2 separate regions of the Zea mays genome follow, and region 1 is linked to region 2. Evidence: chromatin contacts called from public Hi-C data. All regions are on one chromosome and are shown on one strand. Each heading gives the region's core, a stretch centred on a gene start, on an enhancer-like site or on the middle of the called end of the contact. The rest is flanking DNA. Distances are from core to core; before and after follow the strand shown. Region 1 holds the start of LOC100194362 (putative RING zinc finger domain superfamily protein). Region 2 holds the start of LOC100281705.

The links. A called contact is a pair of places that touch in the nucleus more often than the background predicts.
Region 1: a contact with region 2 is called in a Hi-C map of endosperm, with 2.3 times the contacts expected there. The contact joins the promoter of LOC100194362 here to the promoter of LOC100281705 in region 2. A contact is called at or near these places in 3 of 25 Hi-C or Micro-C datasets (ear, endosperm and tassel).

What each region holds. Positions count from the first base shown.
Region 1 is chr1:200,521,300-200,526,705 of Zm-B73-REFERENCE-NAM-5.0, forward strand. It overlaps LOC100194362 (putative RING zinc finger domain superfamily protein), which reads left to right and starts at 2,701. Exons shown (of 6, transcript NM_001139397.1): 1 at 2,701-2,975; 2 at 4,754-4,917. The coding sequence starts at 2,834.
Region 2 is chr1:200,366,867-200,372,490 of Zm-B73-REFERENCE-NAM-5.0, forward strand. It overlaps LOC100281705, which reads left to right and starts at 1,985. Exons shown (of 2, transcript NM_001154625.2): 1 at 1,985-3,302; 2 at 3,429-3,682. The coding sequence starts at 2,081. The coding sequence ends at 3,463.

The DNA of each region.
Region 1 (5,406 bases), core at 1,451-3,950, 160 kb after region 2:
GCGACCGAGAGCAAGCAACCGCCATGAAGACCATCGGCAAGGCGGCCGAGCTCGTGAGCAAGGCCGTGGGCGCGCTGCGGGGGAAGGCCGCCGTCCTCAGGGCCCGCCTCCTCTTCCTGGCCTCGCCGCGCCGGAGGGCCGCGGTGTTCGCCGGGATATCCCGCCACACCCGCGCGCTGACGACGCCGCGCCAGCACAAGGCGAAGGCGAAGGCGGCGGCGCAGCAATACTGCCACGGCGGCAGCAGGGCGGCCCTCGCGCCGGCGGACGACGTCGAGGGACTAGGCGCCGCTGGCGGCCTCCCCCGCCATCGTCTCCCCGTCCCCGCCGCCAGCTTGCTGCTCGCAGTCCAAGAGGGCGGCGGCGGCGGCAGTGACGGCGTAGGGTGCACTGCCGACTGGGCACTCGCGCTGCGCTCGCTGTTCGACGACGACGAAGGTGGTGGCGACGGTTATCTGCCGGCGGCGGCCGCGGCGACTGATGGGCTCGACGAGGAGGAGGATCAGGACGGGACGTCGGTGATCGACGTCATCCGGAGGCGCCGAGAGGGCGACGGGCAGGAGTTCAGGATCGAGGACGAGATCGACCGGGCCGCCGACATGTACATCGCCAGGGTTCGACGCCGGATGAGCGCGCAGCTGGAGGACCTAATTGCCTAATCGTGGCTCTGCGCCTCTGCCTCCCATCAGTGTTTTTTCTTTCTTGTTTGGTTGACCTTTGCACTGCTGTCAAAAATTTGGCTGACCTGTCTGGAGTTTGGACCCCAGTTAATTATTTTATATATAGAGTATGTAACAGTACGTTATTCTTATTCACTTGGTTTTCAATGTTCATCGTGTGCCAAAGTTCACTATATATAAAACCCAATAAAAAATAAGACATTCTATATGCACTAGAGTCCAGAGACCAGAGTCCAACGTTACGCGCGCAAGACCTCTTAACTCGCCCAAGGAAAGAGGCAAAGAGCTGGTTGTGATGAGCTTATTTGGCCAATAAGATACCACATGCATGGGCACGTGTAATCAAATTTTAAGGAACGCAGTTTCATCCTAATTTGATAAATACAATGCACTTAGGTTCTCTCCAACAGAGCGTGCAAAGGCTCCTCTACCCTAAATATACGGTCATCTACTCTCTCTAGCAACGTCCTTTAAATAGTACTCTAAATTTAAAGAACTCTTCGGATTTTCTATATAAACTGTCCTCTATCTATCAAATATTTTAAACAACTGATTTAGCAAAACTAAAATATTTACATTACATTTGAGAGTATAAAAAATACGTATGTACAAAAATTTAAAAATATCTCTAATATAGATATTTGCGTATAGAGAGAACATGATTTAGAGAATGTTGTTTGAGAGAAAGAAGATATACTGGATGAAATATTTTAGAGGAGATTGTAAAGTATGAGTATAAAAGATAGATATAGAGGATGTTGGCGGAGACAAAAAAAAGGTGTTCCTAGGCAGGAGTAATATATACTTGGCAAATGGAAAAGTGATGTGACGACAAAATACTTTTACAAGCCCACCTACCAACAAAAATGAGGATGTGAAGATACAAACATGCTCAATTTAAGCAATACAACTTAGGTCCTAAGAAGTTTATGGTTTACCAGATAAAAATATACTTTCTTTATCTCAAATTATAATTCGTTTGACTTTTTTTTGCCATGATTGACCGGTTTGTCCATTTCAATTTTATTTTTTTTGAAAAAAATGAAAAATTCAAAGCCATATCTAAAGCACATTACATGCTAAACAATATTACAACAAAACTAACAGTAATTATGTTTTTTGAATAATATAACCCGATCAAACTTATGATAAAAAAGTCAAACGAATTATAAATTACAATAGAGTAAGTATATTGTATATAGCAAAAAAAGTTCTACCAACCCACTTATATGTAACATATAAAAAAAATCACATAAGGCCTTTTAGCTATCAAGAAACAATGATATTCTCTCCGTCACAATTTATAATCCGTTTAACCTTTTTCGTCAAATTATGTTGGAAAAAAATCAATGGCATACTACATATAATAATTATTATTATGGAAATTTTTAAATAAGACGATTTGATCAAACTTAAATTTAAAAAGTTAAACGAATTATAAATTTAACGGCTATAGTAGTAGAAAACAATGGGATGGGTAATACGTGCGATGGACTCGAGTGAGGCTATTTTACCGTCCTTACAATATAAGTTCATTAAGTTCACGATTAGTGTAAAAGATGTTGCTAAATAATAATATATTTCATCATCTTAAAATAAACACACGTTTTATACTTAAATGGATTAAATGCATTTAAATTTGACTAAAAATATACCAATTTCAACAACTTAGTTAACTTATTTTTGACTTGTCGAAGCAAGAGATGGACACTTTTTCTAAGACTAAGATATGCCTATTTAAAATTAGTTTGATAACCACATTTTTTCAAAAGATTTCCATTTTTTCAAGAAAAAATTAAGAAAATGGATAAAACCATGACCCTCTCAACAGTAACCTAAAAACGAACCAAACAACCCATGACAAACTTATAACCACCACTACCTACGGACGTGCCACGTCACAAAACAAAAACATTTTGCGAGGTAAACCAAAGTCCAATAATCATCGTCCATTTTTCTCGCTCTCTCGATCACTACTATCATTTGCCGTCTTCCACCCTCCTTCCATTCCGTTCGGATACACCGTCTCGTTTCTCTCTCCTCCCCTCGCCCGTCTTCCCTCCTGTGCGAGCTCAGCTCACGGTCCTCCCACCCCCACGAGCGCCTCCGCGGCGAGGAAGAGATAATCAGCAGGCGGAGCGGGGGGCGCGCCGATGGATCTGGAGAGGCCGCCGCCGGCGTCGGCGGCGGAGGCGGCCGGGGCCGCGGCGTGCTCCATCTGCCTGGATCCGGTGCTCGCCTGCGTCGCGGGCCGGTCCGTCGCCAAGCTGCAATGCGGACACGAGTTCCACCTAGGTCAGATTCCTCGCGGCTACGGGCTTTCGTCATACAGATCTGCTTGTGATGGTTGCTTTGGTCGGTCGGGTAACGTGCGCCACGGGCGCAATTTGCCGTAACTGAGGAATTCTGGTGGGGTAGCTTTTCTAGATTTCATAGTGTCAGCGACGTGGTTCAGACTTGAATAACGGAGATGTTTGGGCACATACATGTTGGGATGATGCTGATGGGGTGAGAACTGCACGTGTAAGAGTAAGTAGAGCGGTTCCCTCTATTGATAATCAGAGGCTTTCAAGTAGGCGAGCAGATGGAGACGAGTTTATCGTTGACAAGGCACAACTCATCGCCGCGAAAGACAACATGGAAAAAAGTGTTTTTCAAAGTGTCTTAGATTCTGGAGGTTGTTGCGAATGGAGGAGTTACACCAAGATATCAAAAATGTTTGTCGTGCAATGGAAGTGGTGGCAATGGACATCTTCGCAACATATGGTTGACGACACAATGCTAAATTGAGGCTTCTTAGTTTCTTTTTGTTCATGAGAAATTGTGTTATGATGTTTTTACTTTAGTTGGGTTGAGTATGTTGATTGTACTATGAAGCCCAAAGTTTTAAAATCCCCTCGCTGTGCCCCATCTGCTCCCGGGTTACGTCCTGCACGCCACCCTCTGCCTGGCCCATTGCAGAGTGGGCGGTGACGGCCCGCTAGTGATGGGGGCTAGGGTTATGAATTTTCTCGATCAGGACCATGTTTCAGTCTCTTTTTAATATAATACCGGGAGGGCGGTCTTTCCCTCCCCGGCCGATTTTTTATTATTGGGTCTGCCTTGCCCTTACGTGACTCATTCTTTAGGTGAAAGAAATTGTTTGATGTCTTCAATTGAGCCAAATTGTTATTAGCTGCAAGCATGTAATATGGTTTTCTTGACATCTTATGGGTATCATATCTCCTCTTTCAGTTGTGTCATTCCATCAAACATTTTATATTTGGTCCTCTCGTAAGGTACCTTTGCATAAGAATTTAGCGCAGCAGCTTAGTTCCCAGTTATTACTGAGAGAGACTATAAAATTCCTTATTATAAGCCTCGGCTTACAGCTTAGTTTAGCTGCAATATCTTCTTTTGCACTCGTCGCCACGGCCCACGGGTAACTTATATTTCCTTATTACGGTTACAGAATTATTGCAATTTCAATCACAAATTCACAATGTACTTCACTAGCTTCAGGTTCCTAACAAGTCTATGGAATCTGCAGAGTCATGAATTATCCCAAGCTAATGGTAACAGGGGATGCAGCGTAAATTGAAGCCATATGCATCCTTGATGCAAAAGGCTGGAAAATGTTTTTTCCATTATAAAAAAGAGTAGAGTGGTTCCCGAATAATTGGAGCCACAGGTCCGACAGGCGAATCCATAAGCTTGAATTTAGCGGTAATTTAGTTTGGTTCATTAGCGGTGGAGTGGCTGGTCTGTTGCCTTGAGGGTTGTGGCGATTTAGATTAATTGTTAGGCCTATAGCGGTTTTTTTTGCCTAGTGATAACATGAAGGGTTCGAACCTTTGAGGCTTGCTTTTCCAATTCAGGTCACACCTTGTGTTACATCCGGAAATTTCGGTGAGCACCAAACTTTAGTTCAACGTGAACACCATCAGCACAATTTTGTTTTCGCATAAGCTTCTCACCTATCTCCAAGAATGACTCTGTCCCCTCACCCATGTGCGTTTATGTGAATGTTTGCATGAAAAATACATTATGATATCTTAAGCAGATTGCTGAACTAAGCAAAATTTTCTTGCCAGATTGTATTGGGTCTGCATTCAATGCAAAAGGAGCGATGCAATGCCCTAACTGTCGGAAGATTGAGAAAGGTCGCTGGCTTTATGCAAGTGGACGTCACCCCCCTGCTGATATTGATATGGGTGGATGGGTGACTAGCGACAACTATGATATCACCTCCGAGCTTGTAAGTGCACATATTTGAGTAAATAAACATTTATGTCATACAAGTATTAACTTACATTTCTGTTGATTCTGCTTCATGAGCAGCTGTTGGCTTACAATGTTTTGGTAGCTTGTTCTCCCTCTTTTCTAGGAGTAGTTTAGCTAGGCAAATCGATCTTTGACCGTAAATTTCCCCTAATTATTTCATTGACACTAGTTACAATATCATAAATTCATAATCATCAACAAGTGATTTTGCCTACGAACCTAACACTATCTTTGTGGCACATGACTCATGTTATTGGACTAATTGTTGGTCAAAGCATGAACTGGAATGGTCAAACTACACGATGTAAAAATTAAAGAAGGGGATACTGTCCCGGTCGCAGTTGTTTGTCACGTGGGCTACGGTGCCACTGTGTATGGGTGGGGCAGCGATTTGGGGGTTTTCTCGACCTACATGAGAAGGTCTTCTTAATATAATGCCCGGGAGTTGTCTTACCTCCGTAGT
Region 2 (5,624 bases), core at 735-3,234:
GGCACGCAACCACCGCACCGGCGAGCATCGAGGTTGTTCAATGGTGGCAGTGCGAGAAGCAGGAATGAGTAGAGAGAGAAGGCTTCGACCGCAGCTCTGGTGAAGCGAATAATGCTGACGAGTTGGTGTTGCACGCGGCGGATGATAGGGTTACTGGGGAGAGAGAAAGGGAGGAACCGAGTCCCCAGCGCCCAGGTAAATGATCCCAGGAATTCGGTTGAGAGGTCCGCTCAACACACGCGGAGACCGGCGCTGAATTCGGCTTCACGCCGTGCCCACGCACTCCACTTCTCTCGCGGATGACGGCTACGGAGCAAGCTGGAGACCCGGGAAGCGAAGGACGTGCGGATCCGTTAGGGAATAGGGTGGATCCGACAACGCGGGGCTCACATGTCAAAGGGGAAAATGGTCAGGGCACTGCGGCTGCGGGTGGATGACTACGGGGAGAAGGAGCTGAGACCGGTGGGTCCACACGTCAGGGAGTGCAAGTGCGCCAAGGAATATGGGCCGCTCGGTGATGAAGGGTAAATGGGCCGGTTTCAAGGATTTGGTTCCGATTGGTGTTTTATTTTTATTTATTTTTTCCTATTTTTATTTCCCATTTCCAACTTGTGTTGAATTTCAAATTTCCAACATAAACATGTTTCCACTTGATCATGCCAAAATATGAAGCATCTATAAATTTATTTGTATTGTATGATTACTTTCTTCCCTCTATTTCTATTTTCATTCTCTTGGTTTTCAAAATTCAGTCCTCAATTTCAACACTCAGAGATAATTTGAGATATCTGAATTTACTATTCTATCTCTTCATATATTTATTTTATTATTTATATTAATTTTTTTACACACATTTTGGGCCTTACAATGCACATTTGCACAATATAGTATAGCTGTATAGGTCAAATAGGATCATGTTTCGCTGGCTCCGCGTTCAAGTGTGGAAGCTAAGACGTTAGCACTAGCAGCACAAGGATGACAGTCGACATAAAAAAAGAATCGAAAACGCGTTCAAGTATGGAAACTTAATGAATGATGTTAGCACTAGTAACACAGGGAAAATAGATCACACACACGCGCGCACAAAAAAAAAAATCGAAAGCGCGTTGGTGCTTGCACGCGAAAGGTTGCTAGTAGCATTGTTTAGCTGAGGGCCAATATTTCATTAATAACATGTGTAGATTCTGTCCAAGTATAGCAAAACAATACGATATTGATGATAAAAAAAAATTCGGACCCCGATATGTGGCCTCTCCGGTCGCACGGACGTGTTCGCTGCAGCTACACACTATTCCTTTCCCCGCTTTGGATAAGACCGCGCCGCGCGAGCCAGGCTGCGTCTTGAGCGAAGTTGGCTGCTTCGGGCGATGCCGACGTCGTCTGGAAGTGGAGCGCCCGCCCCTCCGTCTCCGTCGCAATCGCATGGCTGCCGCGCGCCGCGCCGCCCAACTCAGCCACGTACGCGCGTTGCGCTCGTCTCCGACCGGCAGCCGCGCGCGCTTGGCCGGGCAACGAGAAGACAGGCAGGTTGCGTAACGTAATCCCCAGAGAGAGAGAGAGCCAGCCGTTTCTAGAAGAAGCTTCAACAGCAGGCCAGCAGCATGGCCGTCCGTCCGTACGTGTGAACCCAATAACTCCGGCGCCGCTAGTTTTCTCTTTTTTTAAAACAAAAATGCCTGCTTGCGGTGTTCTCCACGCGTTCGTCATTCTCATCCCAATTTATACTCCCTCCGTTTCTTTTTATTAGTCTCTAGATAGTGCAATTTGCACTATCCAGCGACTAATAAAAATAAACGGAGGGATTATTTAATATATATATTCTCCAAATTATATTCGCACGAGACGACCACGATCCAGGCCTGCTGTGCTGTCTACCAGCCCCTCTCATCAATCAGTCACCATGCTCCCCTCCCCAGTAGACGCCAGCACTGTCGTCAGCAAGCCCCATCCGCCCACCCGCTTTTATTTATATCTACGAGAACAACAAACACATAGCGGCGACCGGCGACGAGCGGAAGCCTTCCTCCATCTTCAGGCTGCTAGTACTCAGTAGTCAGTACAGTACAGTGGTGCCGACGACATGACGAAGATCTCCCGCTCGTTGCTCGTCGTCATCGCGCTGGTCCTCCTCGGCCCTCACCTCCCGCCATCCGAGGCGCTGACGCCCAAGCAGGGCGTCAGGTCCAAGACCTTCCTGTCCCCGCCCATCCTGCTTCGCCCGGGCGACGTGGCCGACAAGTTCTACTACGACATCCCCTTCCCCCGGGGCCACCTGGCGCTCAAGAGCTTCAACGGCGAGGTGGTGGACGAGCGCGGCGCCCCCGTGCCGCTCCACGAGACGTACCTCCACCACTGGGTCGTGCAGCCCTACTACGCCCTGGTAGTATCGGCGGAGGGCGGCAGCAGCCGGCCGCGGACCATCCCGGCGCGCAACGCCGGCGTGTGCAGCGGCCACACGCTGGGCCAGTACTACGGGCTGGGGTCCGAGACCCGGCGCACGGCCACGTGGGTGCCCGACCCGTACGGCATCGAGATCGGCGACCCGGCCGCGGCGCCCGCCGAGGGCTACGAGCAGCGCTGGCTGCTCAACGTGCACGCCATCGACACGCGCGGCGCCGCCGACCGGACGATGGCGTGCACCGAGTGCCGCTGCGACGTGTACAACGTGACGGCGGACTGGCGCGGGCACGCCATCGAGCCCGGGTACGCCGGCGGCCTGCGCTGCTGCTACGACGGCACGCGGTGCGGCGCCGCGGCGGAGGGGGCTGAGGGGAAGGCCAGGACTGTGTTCCTGCGCTACACGGTGATGTGGCGCGACTGGAGCCCCGCGGCGGTGCTGCCCGTGCGGATCTACATCTTCGACGTGGCCGGCTGCGGCGTGGAGTACGACGTGGAGGAGCAGTGCAGCGGCGGCGCGGGCGGGGAGTGCGTGCACGTGAAGACGGCCACGCAGGCGCTGCCGCGGGGCGGCGACGTGGTGTTCGGCGTGGCGCACCAGCACGCGGGCGGCGCCGGCGCGTCGCTGCACGGCGCCGACGGCCGCCTGCTGTGCGAGTCCGCGGCCACGTACGGGGGCGGGCGGGAGGCCGGGGACGAGGCGGGCTACATCGTCGGCATGTCCACGTGCTACCCGCGCCCGGGCGCCGTCACGGTGCGCGACGGCGAGCCGCTCACCGTCGTGTCCAGGTACAGCAGCGACCGGCGCCACACGGGCGTCATGGGCCTCTTCTACATCCTCGTGGCCGACCACGCCCGGCAGCTGCCGCCGCAGGAGGGCCTGTGCTTCAGCTTCCCGGTCCCATGTGAGCGAACTAACTGAATAAATTAAACGAACTCTTGCATTTGCATTTGCATGCGACAATATGTGATTTCGGACGGTAGTTCTCATCTTCTCTCTTGATTTTTTTTTCCATCAAATTTTGTTGCAGGGTGCCTACCGTCATGGCTGTCGAGCAACCTGTGAGATCTTTTGGTGTTGAAAGCTGGTGCTATGTTCTAATTAGCTGCTTGGTTAGGGTTCGGTTCGGGGCTGGTGATGGTAGGGCAAAGCAAGGAAGGCCGCGTGGGTCCTTGCGTTACTCATACAGTAGTAGTAATGTAAAAATATAGAAGCAGCGGTCAGTCTACTCTGCTGTTGCTGTATTATACAATAACCACGTCGCTCCCTCCGTTTGACTTCTCCACGTGCTGCCGTTGTTGCTCAGGAGTCAGGAGTCTGGACATGTTCGGTTACATCGGAACTATTCTGAAACTATTCTAAATGATCAATTATTATATAAACTAAATTATCATTCTGAATCGCTGTCGGTCAAACTCAGCATCGACGTCGTTACCATGTTGACATGACATCCGGTGGATTTCTCTGTAAATCCAACGCGCATCGGACAAGACTAGTAGTAAAAGCGGCGTCTGGGTTTTGACATCTTTGTCCCCGTTAGTGCAGAGAATTGGACCTGGCCGACCCGGTTGGGATCCATCGGACCAAATAGGGGTTGAGAAGGGCTAATTTAACCCTAGAACAAGTCAAGCTTTTGTCGTGTCAGTATATAAAATTTAATATTACAGCCATATAAAATTCATAATTTATTAAAATTAAAAAAAAATAACCACAACAGGCTTTTCGTGTCGGACCGATCGAAGCCCGACCTATGTATATAACTCACAGGTTTTAACCGTATTTAGATCGATCCAAATTTAGGGCTTAATACGAAGTTATATGAGTCAGAATAGCACGGCTCGACACGGCTTGGATCGGTCCGATAACGAAAATTTAGATCTGACCTAACTCTGTATTTAGACCATGCTATTTTGACTTGTATAACTTCGTGTTAGACCTTATTTAGGGCTTTAGTTTCGAGACGCTGTGTTCGTGCTAACCTAGAAAGCCCGAGATCTATATTCTCCGCAGTAGTAGTCCCGATCCCCCCGCACATGCATGTCGCCGTCCGTGTGCACACGTAGTCACGTACCCTGGAAATTGCTCCCAATGCGGCAAACGCCGAGGCGTACGTGTCTTCGTGACTCGTCTCCAAGGCTAGTTGGTACTTGGTAGACAGAGACCGGCTACTCGGCTTCCTCCGCTGGGATGAAAATAAAAGAAAAAAAGGATTAGTGCTTTGGCACATAGTAGAGATCGCAATGGACCCGATCCTGATTTCCCGCGGGGAATTCTCCTATTAGGGAACGTGTATAAGACTAATTTAGTCCTCGCGAGGATCTAAATGGGAGAAATTTTATCCTCGTCGGGTTCGCGGGGATGGGGACGGGAATCATCTCCGTTCCCGTTCCCCGTGTACCCGCCTCACGAAACTATTTTATCCAAGTTAGTTAATTTACTTGTTAAAATTATAGTAAGAACTCAGTGCATGTCATATTATAAAATAGAAAACTAAACTCTAAAATAGATGTCTCTTGTAATTTTCAATCTTGTTTGTTAAATTTGTATTAATTTGATACAATTAATTTAAATTTATCTTTAAATATTGTACTTCTAGCGGGAACAGATTCCCGATGGGGTTCCCCACGGGGATAAATTCCCCGACGGGGACGGGAGAAAAAGCTCCCCGTGAGCGTTTGAAGGGATGGGGACGGGGAATTTTTGTCCCCACGGAGACGGGGATGAGAAGTCATTCCGTAACGGGGAAATCCTGGTTGCCATCCCTAGTACAGAGAAAAAGGCTCCGGTCCCGTTTAGAAGCAACTAAAGGTCAGAGCAGAATGTTTGCAGACAAACAGTTTCACGCTGTTGGTTGTCTAACGGATAGAAAGAAGTACGCCAAATACTGCACAACGACGACGTGAAAGGAAGACCAGTCGTATTCAACGCAAGAGTAGGATCAGACTAACAAAGGGACAGATTTGTGCCTTCTGAAAGTCTATGCTTGCTTGCTGCAGGTACTAACCATCATGTTTATTAAAGTAAGATAGACGTCATGCGTTGTCAACAATTACAGCTGCAGGAAATATTTAACCGTGCCATACTTCTGCACCGAGCCAAAAGCCAGCCAGCAGCGTACGTTGTGGGCGTCAGCAGCGATGAACTTAGCACGCAACGACAACGGCCTCAGACTCAGATTAGTCGGAGGAGACAGGTCACTGCATGTATACTCTAGCTGATGTTCTTC